Regions from separate parts of the Bos taurus genome. Here region 2 is linked to region 1. A link is a contact called in public Hi-C data. All regions are on one chromosome and are shown on one strand. The core of a region is the stretch at or near the end of the contact, and the rest is flanking DNA. Distances in the headings are between cores, read along the strand shown.

Region 1 (7,147 bases), core at 1,923-4,422:
ATCCCTCAAAGAGTCCCTCATTATTTGCAAATAACTTAACAAGCTAGACAAGATAAGTAATTAAGCATGATGGCCCAGAGGAGAATGTTGGCAGAGAAAAATCACTAATAAAATAGGCAACATCTGTGGGAAAAGTTGCAAAAAGAATCAAAATCCCACTTCAGTAGACTTTAGAAAAAGGCTAAGTTCAAACACTTGCGCCTGGAGCTTATATTTGTCATCTGCCTACCCAACACTCTTCTTCCCCAGTAAGAGAACACGAGGCCCTGATACCAAATGAAAGACTACAGTTCCCAGTCTTCCTCTGCAGACAGGAGTGGTCAAGGAAATTTTAAAAGAAGTTATTTGGTGGGGCCTCTGGGAAAGCTGCTTTTGTCCAACCTCTCCCCTTTACTCCTGCTGGCTGAATCACGGGTGTGATGTCTACAGATTCAGCACCCATCTTTGACCATACAGTGACTGTGGAGATGGAAGTCATGCCTAAAGCTGGCAGAACAAACACGTACAGGGCTCTAAAACAGCTGACATACAAAAAATGAGGAGACACTGAACACCCGTCAGGGAAAGACAATCAGCAAACTGTCACAGATGACACAGATGCTGGAATTATCGAAGATTTTTAAAGCAAGCTATTATAAGCGTCATTCTTGAGGGTCTTCAGCTGGAGGGTGTTTTAGACTGAACTGTGTCCACTCAAAATTCGTATGTTGAAGCCCCCAACTCTCAGTATGACTGTATTTGGCGATAAGGCCTGTGAAAGGTAATAAAAGTTAAGTGAGATCATAAGGGTGGGGTGGGCCTTAATTACATGAAAAGAAAGAGACATGAGGGAGTGGAGTGTGCTCACGCTCCCTCCTCCCCATGCAAGCACAGAAGAGAGGCCATGTGACGACATGAAGGGAAGGCAGCGTCTGCAAGCCAGGAAGAGAGCCCTCACCAGAAACCAAATCCGCCAGCCCCCTCGTCTATGACCTCCATCCTCTACATGTAAGAGAAAATTAATTTCTATTGTTTAAGGCACCCCGGTCAGTGGTATTTCATTATGGCAACCCAAGCTGGCTAATCGAGAAGGTAAAAGATAATCAGAAAGAAACCTGGGAGCTTCCCTGGTGGTCCAATGGCTAAGAACCTGCCTGCCCAGGGCACCGCAACTACCGAGCCCCCAGGCCACAGCTAATGAAGCCCGAATGCTCTAGAGCCCGTGCTCTGGAACAAGAGAAGCCGAGGCAAGGAGCAGCTCATGCACCACAGCTACAGAGTAGCCCCTGCTTGCCACAACTAGAGAAAAGCCCTCGCGGCAATAAAGACCCAACACAGCCAGAACTAAATAAATAAAATTATTATTTTTTAAAGGTTTTTCTAAAAAAAAAAACCTGCCTGCAAATGCAGAGGACACGGGTTCAATCCCCGGTCCAAGAAGATCCCACACGCCATGGGGCAGCTAAGCCTATGCACCACGACTTCTGAGCCCACGAGCCACCATTACTGGACTCTGCGTGCTCTGGCGCCTTTGCTCTGCAACAGGAGAAGCCACTGCAACGAGAAGGCTGCACACTGCAAAGAAGAGCAGCGCCCAATCACCACCACTAGAGAAAGCAACAAAGACCCAGCACAGCCCCCCAAAATTAATCAGTTAATTACTTAATTTTAAAACAGAAACATGGAACTTCAGAATGAAGGGAAAGCATGAGAACTGGCAGATCTCTGGGTAAATATAACAACTGTTTCTCTGTTGATTCTCTTAAGATCTTTAAAATATGAATCTGGATGAAAGCAAAAAACAGAACACTGATGGGATTTTCATTGCTCACAGATGGAAAATATAGGGCAACCTCAATACAAGGAGAGAGAGCAAAAAAGTAGTGAGGCTTCTATATTACACTTGACGTGGTAATATGTTAACTCGAAAAGTTAAATATATATTCATTTTAATATACAGAGCAACGACTTTAAAAACTCATAAATACAGTCACTCAGTAGATACAGTGAAAGGGAAAACTAAATTTGTGTGAAATTAACAGTTGTCGTTTAGCTGCTCAGTCATGTCTGACTTTTTGCAACCCCATGAACTGTAATCCATCAAGCTCCTCTGTCCATGGGATTTCCCAGGCAAAAATACTGGAGTGGGTTGCCATTTCCTTCTCTAGAACTAACAAAAGAGTCTCAAAAGAAACGAAGCAAAAACTGATAGAACTGAGAGCAGACACAGACAAATCCACAATTTTACTTGGGAGAATTCACCCCTCTCTCAGTAACTGATAGAACAAACTAGATAAAAAGATAACATGTAGAACACAATCAATCAATCTGATCTAACATATCTAGAACACTCCATCCAACAATAGCAGAACATACACTCTTTCAAGCACAATGAATAAGCCCCAAGAAGAGCAGGTCATAAAACAAATCCTGACAAACTGAAAAGAACTGAAATCACACAAAATATGTTTGCAGATAATAATAAACTAGAAGACAGCAGCAAGAAGACACAGGGAAAATCCACAAATATTTAGAAATTGAACACCAAAGAGGAATTCTCAAGAGGAATTACAAAATAAACTGAATGAAAAGGAAACTAAAACATATTAGAATTTGATAGATAAAGCTAAAGCAGTGCTCAGAGGGAAACTAAGAGCATTAAATGCTTAAATATACAATGGAAATGAACCTACAGATCAGTGTGGCTCAAACCACAAATGTGATTTCAGAAGCACCCCAACTTCTTCTGAGAGTTAAATAAAATGTTATGTTAAGGCAACTACATAACAGCTGCTTAGTAAATGTATGATGAATGAAAGAGAACAAATGAATCAATATGCAGGCAATGAACAAACAAACCTACAAGTCAGATAACTACAAAGCACTGAAGCACAATCCTGGATAGCTTTTTCAACTCAGTGAAATAACTAAGATCCTATTCACTTGCTCTCTGGGGCAGTCAACAGCATGAATTTCATGTATGAAGAGCTAGAAAGCTACTGGAGCCCTGACATAAACCTAGTTAATACCTTTTACTATCAAAATGCTGTGTGTCACAATGGCACTTCCTCTTTACTAAGCAGAAAAACCCGCTCACAAGAAAAGGGCAGCAAGTTTTCTCACGCCTACCCACATTTGTTTACAGTCCAATCTAATGTCACCTGGAATCCCTAGCAGGTCTGTGGCCAGCACTTGCCAGTACTCTCATGACAAAGGGGTTCACAGGACATGACTCAGTAACTTTAGGTTGCTTAACACACTTCAAGTTTCCTCATCCTCCTGTAAAAAGAAGTTCTACCCAGGTGTCTCCCTACACATTGACAAGCACAGAGAGAAGGAAGTTAGAGAAAGAGAGACAAAGGATGAGAATACTTATTTACTGAACATCTACTATCAGCCAAGGTACTTTACACACACTGGTTCATTTAATTTGCTCAAGAACTTGTAAAGTAGGCACAACCATTCCCAAAGTACAAAGGGGAAAAGGAGACTGAAATTCAGGTCTTCCGACACCACTGATTCAAAATGGCAAATCTGGACAGTGAACCCCACTGGCAATCAGTTCAGCTGGGTGCACTACAGAACATTTATCTGTTAACGATGCGACTCAAGTTCTCCAAGCCCCCACCAGCCCTGAACAAGAAATTCTTGAGCATCCTCATTGAGCAAGGAACATGCGGAGCTCCAATTTCCAAACTCCTAGGACCAAAAATAAATCTATGTACATTTATACTTCTAAATTTGTAGCCTACAAAGCCTACCACTTTGTTGTGAGGAATGATGCAAAACCTATAAACCACAAGAGACAGGAACTGAATGCTGTCTCTGTGACTTAACCACACCTACGTCTCCCATTTAAGACACCAAGAAAACATCTGACTACTTCCTGCAAGACCAGTTGCTTCTGAAATTCTGGTTCAAGTCACAAAAGCCCCCTGCCTTCTTTCAGATATATTTTATCAGTTGAAAAACATTTGACTGCATTGACAAGCTCTTCACTAAAAATCAATGAGGTAATTATCTGTAGCCAGTGCTCTTTATCAGCTGCTTCAATATATTGGGATCTCTAAGATAACCCAGAGCTGTGGTTGCCAAACTTTGAAAACTTTAAGATTTTTTGAGTATGTACTTCTATAAATATGCTCCCTAAGAGGTGACAGGAAACACAGAGTTCAGCTATTTTCTTTGAGCACGCAGCAGACTGCCTTGAACACCATTCTTTGTAGTCTACTACCTTTGACCACTAGGGGGTGTCAGACTGACAAGCTTCCCCCAGATGATGGTCACCACTAACGGCATAAACCAGACGAGCTTTTGAACGTTTGGGTTGTTTTTTAAAAGTATGAAAGTGTTATATGTGTATTTTTTTTTTAAGTCATGAAAAATCAGAGAGCCTTATTTAGGATAATAATCCAATGATCAATGAGAAAAATCCCTAGTGTTTAAAGCGGTCAGCCAGGACCGCTGACAACTGTGAAGACAGATGCCTGAGCAGGCAGGCCGGTCAACATCTGCAAGTGGGCTGAGGAGTCTCTGTTGTCCAGGGGTCCTGTCATTTAACTCCACAGTCACCACCTCAAACGACAGCAACGTCTTCGATGACTTATTATTACTGTGTGGTCACTACTGTGACCATCCACTGAGTGCCTCACATGTGATCGACACTATGCCTGTTATTTTATATGCGTGATTTCCTGAATCCCAGCCATTCTGCAAGAGGTATTAGTATGCTCGTTTTGCAAGAGGAAATGTGATTACCATATGACTTGACCAAAAGTAACACTGCTACCATGAAGCAGAAAAGGAATTTAAACTGCACCACTGCTCCTTCTATTGGTGCAATAATCAGCGCAAGTATCTCTCAGTGGAACAATACCGTATTCTCCTCACCTAAAGCACATTTGTACTGTGCTTTTAAAAGCATTTTCGTGCTGATCATTTCCTCAGCTTATTCTTCCAAAAAGTCTGAGCGATGTGAAAGAGCATCTAACCACTTAAATATAGCAAAATCAGGCACAGTCCCAGAAGCAAAGGATGCGACTGCTCAGCATACAAGAAAGAATCTGGCGGAAGCGCCTTTTCTTTGAAGAATCTCATTCAACAACACAATTACTCACAGTTGGCAAGTTCACCAAAAACAGGATCTACTGTTGTGTAAGAAGGTTTCTGATACACAAATATACTACCCAGAACCACATGTGACCTGACACCATAACAAGCTGGAAGCTATTTTGCAATCATAAAAATAGTTTGGGAAATGAAAGTGCAAAAGCTTAAACTTGGAATGCAAATACCGTTTAGAATTTTAAAAACTCTTCAAGCCTCAGCGATGGAAAGAGTTTTAAGAGGTTCAGTCCAACTCTCCCCAGATGGGAGTTCTCCTCACCACCTCCATTTGGCCCTCTCTGCTGCTGCTGCTAAGTCGCTTCAGTCGTGTCCGACTCTGTGCGACCCCAGAGACAGCAGCCCACCAGGCTCCCCCGTCCCTGGGATTCTCCAGGCAAGAACACTGGAGTGGTTTGCCATTTCCTTCTCCAATGCATGAAAGTGAAAAGTGAAAGTGAAGTTGCTCAGTCGTTCCCGACTCTTAGCGACCCCATGGACTGCAGCCTACCAGGCTCCTCCGTCCATGGATTTTCCAGGCAAGAGTACTGGAGTGGGGTGCCATTGCCTTCTCCTTGGCCCTCTCTAGGAGAGATGTATTCACTGTCTCCACCATCCACCACTGATACTATTTACTGAGCATTTGTAGTGTGCTGAACACTCTAGATATATTAGCTTCAAATAGTTACATATATAAGGACCACAGTGTACAGGAAACATACTTTCTGCCTGCAAACAAGAAAAATGGTCTTGAGAAACGTGGGGAAAAAACATTTCCCCATTTTCTGTTTCTAAACTATAACAAGAAGTACAAAACTAATTATCTCTGGATAGTGGGATTATAGACAACTTATCTTTATTTTTCTATCTTTGCTAGTTTTTAAAATAAATACTTTTTTCCCTGATAAGTATTCATTATTTAGGAAATTTTCAAGCACATACAAAAGAAGTGAGGATACAATGAACTCCAAGTTCCTACCAACTAAGTTCAACATCACTTGTCAACAAATGGTCAACCCACTTCCCTCACTAGCCCCAGGGAATTATTTTAAAGCAAATCTCAGACATCATATCATTTCATCCAATAAATACTTCAACTTATATCTCTAAAGTAGGGGTCATGGAGGAGAAGGGGCCACAAAAGCATTATCATACCTAAAAATTTAATACATGTTACTTTTTTAATCAGAAAAATGTTTTTAAAAATGAGGTATCTAAGGGGAGAGAAGAAAAGAATGCTCAATGGCATTACTACCTGAACAGCGTAAGTGACTCGGTTTCACTAAAGCGGTCTGACTGCGTGGCGGACTCTAGGCCACAAGAGAAACTGACCAAAATGTCTATTTCTAGTTATTGATGTTTCTGTGGTTTACCTGTTGAGAACTGCTTCCTTGTCTCCCAGACGGCTTTTAATTTTACTTGTCAGATAGTCCAAAAAGAGCGTCCAGATATCCAAACAAGAGAAGTAACCTTCATGAGTAGGCTATGGTGCAAAAGAAATCCAGACAATGAAATTACTTAATGCAACTACTCCTTAGAAACACACCCACCAGTGTTTACTTCCACCAGAACGCTACAACTATAAGCCTAGGTTCCCTGGACTTCTTAGTAATAACCACAGTTGGTGTCTTTTATTTGGTCTTCACGATTGGGCCCTGTTGAATTAACAAGACAAGGTTACCACGGAACATATTATTAAGGAGATATTATGCAGAACAAACCAATTTACAAAATAAGCCGAGAGAACACCTATGTTGAACTCTGAGACTGTGATGTGGAGAGTTCTCACTGATCCTCCAATTCAAATCTGCTTCAGAGAAAAAGAAATTGAGATCCAGAGATATGTTCAATGTCAGGGATAGGAGCAGGTCTCTTTACTCCCCCAGCCAATACTCTTTCCACTATGTACTATTATAAAACAAAAACTAAGTTTCAGAGGCTTCTAAATGACAAGTTTACACATGTGAACATTAGGAAAGAAACACTTGCAGTCTTCCTACATGACAGACTAAGTGAGCACGTTAAGTCTGACCCACAGGCTCCGGCTCATCTGCAAAGTAGATGT
Region 2 (7,147 bases), core at 1,685-4,184, 67 kb after region 1:
CAATTAATTGCTCAAAGGTGGTTATTTTCATAACGCTCTCCTGACTGCCAATTAAAATGAAACCTGAATACAAGGGTGCTCGGCCAGCTAAGTCGATACACAGTAAAATTCTGCCCAAATGTTCTAAGGCAATGTTGTCAGCTACCTGAGAGAAGGTACCTGTCTGTCTTGTTTATCTGACATTTGCTAGAGCCTCGCATATGATGGCCACTTAAATTCATTAAAAGATGTGTACACCCGTGTTCATATCAGCATTTTTCACAATAGCCAAAAGGTGGAAGACACCCAAGTGTCCATCAACAGATGAACGGATAAACAAAATGTGGGCAGCACACACAATGGAATATTATTCAGTCATAAAAAGGAAGGACATCCTGACAGATGCTACAACACAGATGAACCTTGCAGACATTACGCTAAGTGAAATGAGCCTGTCACAGAAAAACAAAAACCACACGACTCCACTTATATGCAGGCTTATACAGTAGTTAAATTCAGAGAGACAAGTAGAAGCGTGGTCACTAGGGGACAGAGAAGAAGGGACTGGGAGTTTCTGTTTAATGGGTATAGTTTCAGTTTTACAAGATGAAAATAATTTTGGGGATGGACACAATATGAGTGTACTTAATGTGACTGAACTTTACCCTTAAGGATGGTTAAAATGGGGCTTCCCTGGTGGCTCAGTGGTAAAGAATCCACCTGCCAATACAGGAGACACGGGTTCCACCCCTGGTCCGGGAAGACCCCACATGCTACAGAGCAACTAAGCCCATGCATGTAAGATAAAGGGGGAAAAAAAATGGTTAAAATGGTGCATTTCATGTTACCTATATTTTACCACCATTTTTTTTTAATTCATTGAAAGAATCAATGAAGGCCCACTGAATACTACTATCATCATTCATTCAGTGTTACACCTCATACTTTTGTTCATTAGAGAATTCCTGTCTCCACATTCTACAGCTGAGGACATTGGGACTCAAAAAGCTTAACTGATCTGCCACTATCCATCCTACCTACGCATGGTACAGGCAACACCATACAGTGCTGCCTGGCATTAATGGTGCATTTTATCTGACTGGTTATAAGCACCATGAAGACAAGGGCTACAGCTTAGGTCTCCTCTCTCTGCCCCAGACCTAACACATCACCTACAGGACACTCCAACGTTCAGAACACCACGCTGGCCTGAAGAGCTATTATCACAGACAATGTCACGGCCTCCTTTTCTCTACTAAACCCCTAACGTGACAGAGATAAAATGGGCAACCTATAACTGGAGGTGCTCAAACACAGACTTGACGTCTCAAGCATCTTCCGTGGGCCTACTATGTACCAAGAGCCAGAGAAGATAAAAATTCTGACAATTTCACCTTTGAGGGAACTGAGTCCACCACAATGGACTACTACGGCTCAGAAATAATCACTCCAACAAGACAAATGCTAAAAAACAGATGTGCACAAATCTCAGGAAGTACTGAGAGTGCCTTTGGGCCTGGAAAATATGGAATGTTATCCTCAGAAGAGGTGGCTTCTGAACCAGATCTGGAAAGATGAAGCGATCTCCAGGCACTCCAGGGCAAAGGTCAGAGCATGTAGTAGACAGGCAGGCAGGGTGAGTGTCAACAGAGTACAGTTCCTGACTTTGCAATGATCTAGGTAAGTGACCTTTGCAAACCACAAACCCTCTCAGCTGCCCTGTATATAAGCTTATACCAAGATGGCAACCCACTCCAGTATTCTTGCCTGGAGAATCTCATGGATAGAGGAACCTGACCGGCTGCAGTCCATGGAGTCGAAAAAAGTCGGACACGACTGAGCCGGCTAAAACAAGATCCACTCCAACTCTGTCAAGTGTGTTCTACTAGGAGCTCTGAAATCAAACTAGGTTCAAACCTTGCCACTGTCACTTAAAGAGTGACCCTGAGCTGGATATTTAGTTGCTCTGTGCCTCAGTCTCCCCACTTCAGAACACAAGGCTGGTGTACTAATTAAATAACACATGTCAATCACTTAGCACAGAATTGTTAGCTACTGTCGTGATGAGCTACAATGTACGAGAGGCAAACAACAGATTCAAGGGTTGTGTCTGCGTCCAGGTCCCTCCCAGTCCTGAACCATCCCTGGGGCGGGAGGCGGGGTGGAGGGGGGGTTTGGGGGGGGATGGGAGCTCAGAGCCCGGCTGCAAACCCTGCACGCATGTGTCACTGCCGTACTCGGCACGCGCCTCTCCCCGCCCCAGGGAGAAGCGATGGCTCAGCAGTCCCGGGCCCGCTCCCACCGCTCAGACTTGGCACCCGGGAAGGAAGGGGCTCCGACCCCACTTACCATGCTGGCCGGGGGAGGGGGCGGCTCAGGTGAGCTGGCTCTCGGGCTTCGGACACGTCCGGCTTGCACAGTTCAGGTCATGGTCCCGGCAGGCTCGGGAAGTCCCCCGCCCATGCAAAGACAACCGCTTCCCCACCCCTGAGCCTCGCGGGGACCCTCTAAAAAGAGCGCGGCCCCCCGGCCCGCCTCATCGGGGACCCCCGGAACAATTCATCCAGACCCACCCGCCCCTCCCCAAAGAAACTGAAAAAAGCAGGAAATGGGGCTCGGAGGGCTGACGAGGAGGGCAGCGGCTCGGGGCCCCCCGCCCGGGCCCGACCCCCGAGGGGAGGCTCCGGGCCCAGGCAGGGTCTCCCCGGCCCCCGCGTTCAGAAGCGGCGGTGGGCCCGGCCCGGAGGCTGAAGGGGCGGAGGCTGAAAGGGCCTGGGCGGCGCAGTCCGAGCGGTCGACTCAGGGGAAAGGCCCGGGAGCCCACGCTATCCTTGCCGCCTCAGCCCACACAGCCGCTGCCGCCGCCCCCCGGAGCATCCCTGCGCGCGCCCGCCCCGGAGCTGCCTGCTCGCGCTGCGCGGCCGCCCCCGACCAACAGCCCCAACGCGCCGGAAGTGGCGAGCGCTCGGCGCGGCCCCACTGCGCGGCCGCCGGGCTGCGGCGCTGGAACCGGACCAATCCGGAATCGAGCGGGCGGGGGCTGGGGGGCGCGGGGCGGGGCCGCACCTGACGGCTCCCTCTGGCCCCGCCCCCTCCCGGCCCCGCCCCACGCCCGCCGCCCTCCGCCGGTCCACGCGGGCAAGCGGCCATGTTGGTAAAGGGAACTGGCCCTGCCATCTTGGTAAAGGGGCGGTTTCTCTTTCATTTCCTGAGCTCATTCATTCCACCCATCTTCAAGGAGCACCTTCTATTTGCCCAGCACCCGGCTAGAAGTCGGTGGCACGCAGCCTCTTCCCTTGTGGAATTTACATCCATTCAGCCCACAGTCATTTTAGCTGCTGTGGACCAGGCTCAGCTGTGGATGCCAGGACTAGTACAGTAAACAAGATCGCTGTAGTCCCTGCACTCAAGGAGGCAGATAAGCAGCAAGTAGCAAGCAAGTGAATAAATTAATTGTAAGAAACGAGAAGTGTTGTGAGTGTTATGAACGAACGAACACACAGGGGCCCCAGGTAGAACATGGAAGGGAGGAATGGAAATGTAAACAAGCCTGAGGATAAAGTCAATAGCCGCCAGCGTGATCAAAGTTAAGGAACAGCAACTGCAGAGATTCTAACAAGGCAAAGATGTGGTAGGTTCCGGTTCCTGTTTCTATCCTCCAACCCACTTTACTTGTGAAAGTACTGACTTTAACAAATAGAAGCAAGAAACAATGCCCAGCAGTAGAGGTGCGGCTAGTCATGAGCTGGACCAAATCTGTGTAGTGGCCTTCAAATTCCAGCATGAACTAGAATCACCTGGAGGGCCTGTTAAAACACTGATTGCCCTTCCCCACTCCCAGAGCTCATCAGTTCAATTCAGTTCAGTCGCTCAGTCATGTCAGACTCTTTGCGACCCCATGAATCGCAGCACGCCAGGCCTCCCTGTCTAATCGGTAGAAGCTCATAAATTACATTTCTAAAAAGTTCCTGGGTGATACTAATGCTCCAGGTCCAGGGATCACCCTTGGAGGACTGCTGATATAACTCAAGGCCACAGAAAGCAATGGCTTTCATTTATTCTTTCATTAAATATTTATTGTTGCCCACTAAGTGACAACCACTGTTCTGAGGATTCAATGCTGATAAAGCAGACACACTTGGGCCTTTATGGAATAGAGAGATGAATTATTTTAAAAGTATTACCAAATGAGTCATCACTTTTAATTGCAATAAGAGCATTGAAGAAAAATACAAACCATTTGAGGGTTAATAGCCAAGGGATCTAAGCTAATCTTGGGGGTTTGGATGGGGAGGCAGTCAGGAAGTGACATTTATTTACCTGTGGCTTGAATGACATGTTATAGTTGGCGAGGCAAAGTGAGGGGACAGAATCTCCAACTGCATGTACAAGAGAAGCCATCTCAAAAGATAAACAGATGAATCAGGATGGATGCCAAGTGGCCTGCCCCGTCTTGGCTCAGTGTAGTGAAATGAGCCAAGACTTTGGAATGAGAGATTTGGAGTGGGAAACCCAGCTCTTATCACTGAAAGTGAAAGTGAAGTCGCTCAGTCATGTCCAACTCTTTTGGACCCCATGGACTGTAGCCTGCCAGGCTCCTGCCTTCATGGGATTTTCCAGGCAAGAGTACTGGAGTGGGTTGCCATTTCCTTCTCCAGGGGATCTTCCCAACCCAGGGATTCAACCTGGATCTACCCACACTGTAGGCAGACGCTTTACCGTCTGAGCCACCCAGGAAGATCTCTCTTAATCACCGCTGCTGCTAAGTCACTTCAGTCATGTCCGACTCTGTGAGACCCCAGAGATGGCAGCCCACCAGGCTCCCCCGTCCCTGGGATTCTCCAGGCAAGAGTACTGGAGTGGGGCGCCATTGCCTTCTCTGCTCTTAATCACTAGCTGAGGTATATTGAGCAAGAGACTATCAAAGTCTTAATTTTCTCACTGTGTAATTAGATGAAACAACAGGAAGTCAACTCACTCTCAATAAGAAGTATGCCAGGACTTCCCTAGCAGTCCAGTGGTCAAGACTCGGTGCTTCCAATGCAGGGGATGTGGGTTCAGTCCCTGGTCAGGGAATCAAGATCCCACATGCCACATGGCCAAAAAATGGATGTATGGCTCACATACATTGGCTCACATAATTCGCAAACCTGGACAACCAGAAATAAGTCAGCTTCAGGCTGGGAGTGATGGGTGCCCTGGATCCATTAATCTAGGATTTTCTTGGCTTTGCCATCCTAGGTGTATCAGCCTTGTCCTCAAGATGGCAGCCAGTGCCAGCCAGGGCCACAAAATTCCCTGTTCACATCCAGCAAGAGAGAGCACTTCCCTAGTGGTCCAGGGGCTGACCCTGAGCACCCAGTACAGGGGACCAGGATTCAATCCCTGGTCAGGGAACTATGCCCCACATGCCACAACTAAAGATCCCACATCCAACAACTAAGACCCAGCACAGCCAAATAAATGCATATTTTAAAAAGAGAGAGAGCATATTTTCCCATGTCTTATCTCATGGCAGTAAGTTTTATACTTCTGGTCCTAATCGACCCAGGCCTGCCCATCCCTGAACTAGCCATGTAGAGGAAGATGGAATTGCTAAGACTGACTTAAAGAAGCCTCCCCTGGGGCTGATTTCAATTCCCCAGAATAAAGTGGATTTGTTGGCATCACCGCCATGTCCATCATACCTTCATTGCCAGAATAGAGTGAAGATTAAACTTAATGTACACAAAACATCTAGCACATAAGGCAGACAATACATCACAGCTATTATTAATTTTACTCCAGGGATTTTGTCCAAGTCAACTAAATAACATTTTGTTATTAATATTAATCTCAAGCGTGTCTATTCCAAAAAAAGATTTAAGGCTGCTGTTACCTTTTGTTGGCACTGCAGGGATGGCCCCTATCCATCTCCTTCTGCCCATTCCTATTGCTACTGCCTTGGTCTCATTCATTCTGCTATTTGTTCAATATTCAGTTAGTATCAACTTTCTGTCAGACCTTTTGCAAAACCTAAGATTTCCAAAATGAATAAGATTCAGACAAACTGTTCACTGCCTCATGGTGGAAACAGCCACCAAACAATTACCACAGTGTGAGAGATGCTATGATAGAGATAGGTACAAACCTTCTGGGCTTCCCAGGTAGCACAGTGGTAAAGAATCCACCTGCCAGTGCAGGAGATGCAAGTTCGATCCCTGGGTCGGAAAGATCCCCGGGGTAGGAAATGGTCACCCACTCCAGTATTCTTGCATGGAAAATCCCATGAACAGAGGAGTCTGGCAGGCTACAGTCCATGGGGTTGCAAAGAGTCGAACACAATTAAGCGACTGAGCAGCTGAGCACACACACTTTCATAAGTTTTTCTAGCAATAGTAGGGGAAGTAGTTGTGAGGCTAAACAAAAATGGTAACGTTTCAGTTGGATCTTCTGGGATGAATAGAAGTTCACCTGAATGCAGCAGTGTCCCCAACTCCTATTCCAACTCGAAGCTGTCTTCTACTGTGACAAGACTCTTTCCACTGCAAGTGACAAAATTGGGACTCTAGAGTTGGAACTCAACTATCATATGAAAAAAAGGGACTGTATTGTTTCTAGGAGAGATCCAATGGGTTGCATGGATTTCAGACACAACTGAATTCTGGGTCTGAAATGATATTACAGAACTCAGTTTTTCCCCATTTCTTGGTTCTGCTTGAAGATCCATGTGGTGGGCCTTGCATACCCAGGCTTTATCTTCTCCCAGATGGAAACCTGGTAAAAAATAGAGTATGCCTCTCCTACAAATGTTCCAGGAAAATAATCCCATTGGCTTTCGTTGGCTCACTATGAACCAATCATTCCAACCAGGGGTGAATATGATGCTGTGATTGGCTGGACATTAGTCACATGCTCCACCCCAAGCTCCACAATATCTCTTTCAAGGGAATGGTCAAGTTCTCTCTGAGCCCAACTACAATTGTGCCAGGCTGTTAGAACCTGGAGAATTCTCCCATTTTGCAGATGAGGAAACATGTTAGTTTCTCAAAAGGTGTGTTAACAGTAACATTCAGTATGGACTTGGTGAAAGAAGGGGGCGGAAAAAAGGGTAAGTGGTGTGTGGCACCCTCTATAGGTGATAGGAAAACTGTCTTTAACCTGTCATTCAAGGCCTTTGACAGTCTGA

Evidence for each region. A called contact is a pair of places that touch in the nucleus more often than the background predicts.
Region 2: a Hi-C map of an unstated tissue shows a contact between it and region 1, with 2.6 times the contacts expected there. The contact joins the promoter of XPO6 here to the enhancer-like site in region 1. A contact is called at or near these places in 2 of 11 Hi-C or Micro-C datasets (liver and an unstated tissue).

The regions. Positions count from the first base shown.
Region 1 is chr25:25,657,004-25,664,150 of ARS-UCD2.0, forward strand. XPO6 (exportin 6) reads right to left here. Exons shown (of 24, transcript XM_024985303.2): 9 at 6,456-6,565. Among named protein-coding and RNA genes, the nearest start is that of XPO6, 67 kb to the right of the region's middle. Within about 2 kb of position 3,173, at least 21 of the 102 cell types and tissues checked have an H3K27ac peak or open chromatin away from gene starts, as enhancers often do. A contact at or near this core is called in liver, where this site is marked.
Region 2 is chr25:25,724,717-25,731,863 of ARS-UCD2.0, forward strand. It overlaps XPO6 (exportin 6), which reads right to left and starts at 2,935. Exons shown (of 24, transcript XM_024985303.2): 1 at 2,329-2,935. The coding sequence starts at 2,331.